Regions from separate parts of the Capra hircus genome. Here region 1 is linked to region 2. Evidence: chromatin contacts called from public Hi-C data. All regions are on one chromosome and are shown on one strand. Each heading gives the region's core, a stretch centred on a gene start, on an enhancer-like site or on the middle of the called end of the contact. The rest is flanking DNA. Distances are from core to core; before and after follow the strand shown.

What was found. A called contact is a pair of places that touch in the nucleus more often than the background predicts.
Region 1: a Hi-C map of blood shows a contact between it and region 2, with 6 times the contacts expected there. The contact joins the promoter of AMN here to the enhancer-like site in region 2. A contact is called at or near these places in 2 of 5 Hi-C or Micro-C datasets (both in blood).

The regions. Positions count from the first base shown.
Region 1 is chr21:66,871,297-66,874,050 of ARS1.2, reverse strand. AMN (protein amnionless) reads right to left here and starts at 1,292. Exons shown (of 12, transcript XM_018066053.1): 1 at 1,219-1,292; 2 at 430-548; 3 at 276-320. The coding sequence starts at 1,261.
Region 2 is chr21:66,674,455-66,677,530 of ARS1.2, reverse strand. All of the region lies in intron 3 of RCOR1 (REST corepressor 1), which reads right to left. Among named protein-coding and RNA genes, the nearest start is that of TRAF3, 74 kb to the left of the region's middle. Within about 2 kb of position 1,585, at least 1 of the 5 cell types and tissues checked has an H3K27ac peak or open chromatin away from gene starts, as enhancers often do.

The DNA.
Region 1 (2,754 bases), core at 43-2,542, 200 kb before region 2:
GAGGACAGGCTCCTGGGCGAAGGCAGGGGCAGGAGAGACAGGAGGTGCCCCCACACCCCTTCCGAAGCTGGGCGCAGCCTGGGCTGCGACTGTACGACTGGTGTCCCCTCCCATGTGGTTCCCCACCCTTCCAAAAACCCCTCCACAGGGTAAGAGCTAGTGGATTGAAGGGTCTGTCCCCCAGGTGGAGGCCGGTCAGGAAGAGGCCTCGAGTTGACCAGGGCGGGACCCACAGGCCCCCTTCCCACTAGGGGCCCATTCCCAGCCCTGCTCACCATGTCTGAGATGCTGTGACCTTCTCGAACCAGGACCGACAGCGTCTGCAGGCGGCAGGGATGTCAGCAAGTGCCCCCCATCACTGGGGTCCCGGGGCCTGGATCACGCCGGGACCCAGCCCCCACCCTGGGCCCCAGGAGTGGGGTCAAGCACCTTGTCCGCTGGGAACTCAACAGCAGCACCCGTGCATGGGGTCCGGTTCTGGCTCCAGTTGGCGGCATCGTCAAAGTTGGTGTTGGGGACCCAGACTTTGTAGGTGGCCCGAGTCAGGGCTGGGGAGGGGCCGGCTGAGCGCTGGGGTTCCTGCCTGGAACCCCCAGTGCCCAGGAAGGATGACCTCACCCAGAGAGACCTGGAGCTAGAGGGTCCAGGCCCTGAGGCTCCCCAACTTCTACTGAATCTGCAGAGCCGGTTCAAACCTGCCTTCCTCAGGGACTCACCGCCCCAAGATCGCCTCCTTGCCCGCCCCCAGTTCGCCCTGCCAGAATGGTGGCAACCACAGGACTGAGGCCATCGGGGCAGGGAGGCCTCGGCCCAGGGGAAGAAACTGGGGGACCGGGCGGGGGCGGGCGGCAGGCCGGATCTGCCCGGGGCTGAGAGAGGGGAACGGGGACGGGCTGCAGTTCTCACAGCTCCGGGGCGTAGGGGGCCGCTCCGAGGACGCGCCCCCGCCTACGGGCCACGCGGGGGTCAGAGGCGCACACCCTGGGGCCGGGGGCCAGCTTCGGGGCGGGGGTAGGGGCGGAGGGCGGGCGCGGCCGGCCGTCGGTCTGGCCCTGCGGCTCCGGGGAGCCTCCCACTCGGCCCCGCGGGCGCTGCGCAAGGAGGGGCCAGGCGGCCGGCCGGCTTTCGCAGCCCCTCGCGCTCCCGCCGCGCACCCCTCGGGGACACGGGTCTCCGGGTGCGTCGGGCCCCCGGCGCGCCACCCCCCAACTCCCTTACCGCACAGCTGCAGCCACAGCAGCACCCGGCCCCGCGCGCCCATCCCGCCGGACTTCGGCGTCTCGGACCCTGAGACTTTGCCCCGCGGGGCCCACGTGACCGGGCGGGGTGGGGGCAGCCGGGAGGGTTACACATTCACCCCCGACCCGCCCGCAGCGACTCCTGGGCCCCTCCCACACACCCAGCTCCAGGACCTGAGGACCGTGGGCGCTCAGAAAGGGGGCTTGTGGGGACCACTTCCCAAGGAAACGGTGCGCTGGGGGCGGGGCGCCTCTCTGCCCCAGATGCCGCTCGGGCTGCACCCAGCTGCCTGCATTTCGGGGCCGGGTGTTGGCTTGTCCAGGGGCCGGGTCCAGGCAGGCCCTCCTGCCTCCTAGGCTGGTGGACTGTGGATGGTGGCAGACGGGTGGCACCTGGTGTCTGGTGTGTGGAGGATGGTGGGAAGATGAGCTTGGATGCATGCTGCGTGATGGAGGGTATTGTGCTGGCCCCTGGATGGATGAGGAATGGACTGATGGGAAATGGTGAGTGAATGAATGAGTGGACAGCAATGGAGTGATGGTGGCTGGAGGATGACTGGTGTGTGACTGATGAGCGTTGGGTGGCAGAGAGCTGCATGAATGACTAGATGGTGGATGGTGGGCAGAGGCTCGATGGTTGCTGGTGAAAAGATGTGATGAGTGGCAGGTGAATGCAGATAGCTGTTCACAGGTGGTGGATGGCTAAATGGATGATCACAGACGCTGGGTGGATGGATAGAGCAGACCGGAAGATAGGTGATGGAAAGTGGATGGTCCCTGGATGAAGAATAGTGGAAGGGTGGAAAGTGGAATGTGATTGGACAAATGGATGGCTGGTGGGTGAAAGATAAACTGTCAGTATTAAGTGGATGTGTCATGTATGGATGGCGTGTTGAGCTGGATCAATTCAGTTCAGTTAGGTCGCTCAGTCATGTCTGACTCTCTGCGACCCCATGGACTACAGCCAGGCCTCCCTGTCCATCACCAACTCCTAGAATTTACTCAAACTCATGTCCATTGAGTTGGTGATGCCATCCAACCATCTCATCCTCTGTTGTCCCCTTCTCCTCCCGCCTTCAATCTTTCCAAGTATCAGGGTCTTTTTGGATGAGTCAGTTCTTGGCATCAGGTGGCCAAAGTATTAGAGTTTCAGCTCCAACATCAGTCCTTCCAATGAATATTCAGGACTGATTTTCTTTAGGATGGACTGGTTGGATCTCCTTGCAGTCCAAGGGACTCTCAAGAGTCTTCTTCAACACCAGAGTTCAAAAGCATCAATTCTTTGGCGCTCAGCTTTCTTTACGGTCCAACTCTCACATCCATACATGACCACTGGAAAAACCATAGATTTGACTAGATGGACCTTTGTTGGCAAAGTTAGTGTCTCTGCTTTTTAATAAGCTGGCTAGGTTGGTCATAACTTTCCTTCCAAGGAACAAGGGTCTTTTAATTTTATGGGTGCAGTCACCATCTGCAGTGATTTTGGAGCCCAAAAAATGAAAGTCTGTCACTGCTT
Region 2 (3,076 bases), core at 336-2,835:
TACGAGGCTTCTCTTTTTAATCCTCTCCAATAATTCTACTATCACTCCCATCCACAAACGAAGACATTGAGGTGCAGAGAGGTTAGGTCACTTGGCCAGGGTCACACAGCTGGTAAAGGCAGAGACAGGACTCTTGTATCAATGCACCCCCAGTGTTTGGCCCCAGGACCCATCAAGTTAAACCTCGGTTAGCAATCCTCTCTCCTGAGTAAGGGAGACAGGAGAAGCTCACTTCAGATAAGGACAGCTCCATGGCAGAGAATGCTGAGCAAGGCAGCAACACAGTCTATTCCGTTTGAATGGAGTCAAGAAAACAAAACTGTGGTTGATGAAGGAAGTGACGGAGTCAGAAGCTAACAGACAGATGACTGCCTTGAGCAAAGCTTCATAGGTTTCTATATTCATGTTCTAACTTGATGATCTGAACGCTCCCAGTACCATTAGTAAGAATCTCAAATTCGACTGCAAAACTGGGAAGAATGCAGAAGAAAACTGCCACAGTAACCTTAACTCACCCTTCCCTCCCCAGATACTGCAGCGACTTGGAATACTTGTGATCCTGCACAGTCTATGCAGAGCAAGAGGCTGACACCTTTGCTGAGGACAAACCCATAGCCCTAGGACAGCTGTAAAGTTTTTATCATCATATTTTCTATAGCTTCAGGTGCTGCAAAGGAAATACGGTACCACTTTCTCTCTCGTAACTCAAAAACAGCATGCTAAAGTTTTCTTCAAGAATATGATAACAAATATTGTGGCATCTCCTTGAGCTATTAAAATAAGAAATGAATCATCACCATAACTCGCTGAGAATCAAAATGAGCTTGAATCGGTTAGGTAAAGCAATTGTGCCACCTGGTGGGCACAGACATCACTACAACATTTCAATGATCCCTGTGATATCTCGAGGTGGGAGTAGTGGGCTGAGACTCAGCCAGAGACTCAGTCAGGCTATGATGAAAGCACCAGTCCCTCCTTGTCAGGGATAAAATATGCTTCCTTTATGACAATGCCATTTCTTAATGTAGTTTTGTTAAAAGCCCACTTTAGAGAAAAAGTTCCCCCCACCCTCTGCACCCAAGTAAACACTACAAATCCAGCCCAATCTCACAGACAATCTCATCAAGCGAAATAAGAAACACGAGCACCTCACTAAGCCACACACAGTGGCATCCAACCTCGAGCATCTATTCCTACCTGGTCCACCCAGAATCAGCAGACATGACTCTGGACACATCCTCCCCCACCTCAGTGCCACAGGGCCCTCCTCTAAGAGTAGGCAGGCCATCACGCCTTCCAGGGCTAACCATTTAACTGTTAGATTTACACTTGCTTGTGTGTTGCATTAAATTTTTTTCCAATAAAAAGATAAGTGCACTCCTCCCCGTTTACTCTACTACTCACACACAAAGGCATATGCCTATTCTCTGTTGTAGAAACTGATCATCACTGGAATGAAGGACATTTAGTTGTGACTAATCAAAATAACCAGCCTTCTCCTTAAACATGGCCCAAGCCTGTGGCAAGGAGCAAGATGCACACAGTGGCAACTCGCCTGCTAGCCGCCTGCACCCCGTCACAGCACATCAGCACCTGACGGCCACAGCCCCAAGGCAGCTGTGCCCTCAAGCCTGTCCTGTCCACTCTCGGGAGCTGCTCTGCGCACACAAGCTGAGGAAGGAACCACGCTCACAAGGTCTGCATCTTCCTCAATTAAAGGCAACCTTTCCTGACATTAAAAGAGGGAGAAAAAGACTAACCCTTGACTCACCTATAATCTCACAATGAACTACAGTGCAAACAGCCCTGGATGATGAGTAAGAGCCCTTAAGTTTCTATCAGGAACTTGCAGCTAAGTCCATTTCATCATTTGTCAAATAAGAAGTATTTTTATAAATTCTCTGTACAATAATATACATATACATAAATACTCAGAGGCACCGACTCAGTCCCTGAACACCACCAGAGCCATGTTCTATTTCAGTAGTTTCCAATCCTGACTGATAAGAACTGTCTGACAAACATCTTTAGAATACTGACTCAGGTTCCACCCTGTTTTGTAATGTATGTGTATAAATATGTATGTGTGTTCATGTTTATGAACATATATGTGTGTGCATGGATGTATACGTATACTTTATGCATATATAGAGCTTCTAGTAAAGTATGATGTGTGTAGAGAAAAGCACATATGTAAGGATACAGCTAGGTTCATTTTCAGGAGATGAATACACTCAGATCAAAGAAAGAATCCAATATACTCTTGATGTTATGGGTTTGTTTTTATAATGATCCCAGGTGACTATGATCAATCAATGAATTAGAGAATAACACTGATGTGTAAAGAACAGTTCCCATTTTAATGTGACAGAAACCACCTCAATGAGCCCAAACATTTAAACAATTACACCAATATCAGAACTACAAAAATGAGGAGAAATGTGCTTTTTATGTTACTGTAAAATGAAGTTTCTAAATTTGTGAGTTGTGAATTTTAATCATGTGAAAGAATTTCCTCTCAAGCCTCCAGCTGAGGGGTTATGAACAGGGGAGAAAGGTGGAACAAGGGAAAGGAAGATCAGACAGTATGGTCTCTACAGTGTGGTCAAGAAGGGGCCCCCCCAGGGACACTTCAGCCATTCCCAGGAGGAGGGGAGGGGACAGCACCATGTAGAACTCAGCAAGAGAGATGCGGACAAGGGGAGCGGGCTCTGGTTGCGTCCAGAGGGCAGAGGTGGGCTCAGACCCCAGGGTACCTAGTGGCAACTGTCAGGTCTTCTGACTTCAATTTACAGTCATCTAGAAAGTTGTGAATAGAGACCCTGACACATTTACTATATATTTCTGTGAAAGTTTAGGCATTTACTACATACCTGTGAAACTTTCACTCATAATATAATTTTGAAAATGGGTACTGAAGTCAAATGACTTAATACAGAAATAACTTTTTATATGCAGGTCCAAGGACGGTTCTCATCCCCTAAAAGCTAAAACTTACTTTAAAATCCCTAATTTGACATGATTTTCAGTTCTATATGTCTACCTGTTGAAAGCGTTAATTTTTTTCTTTAAAGTT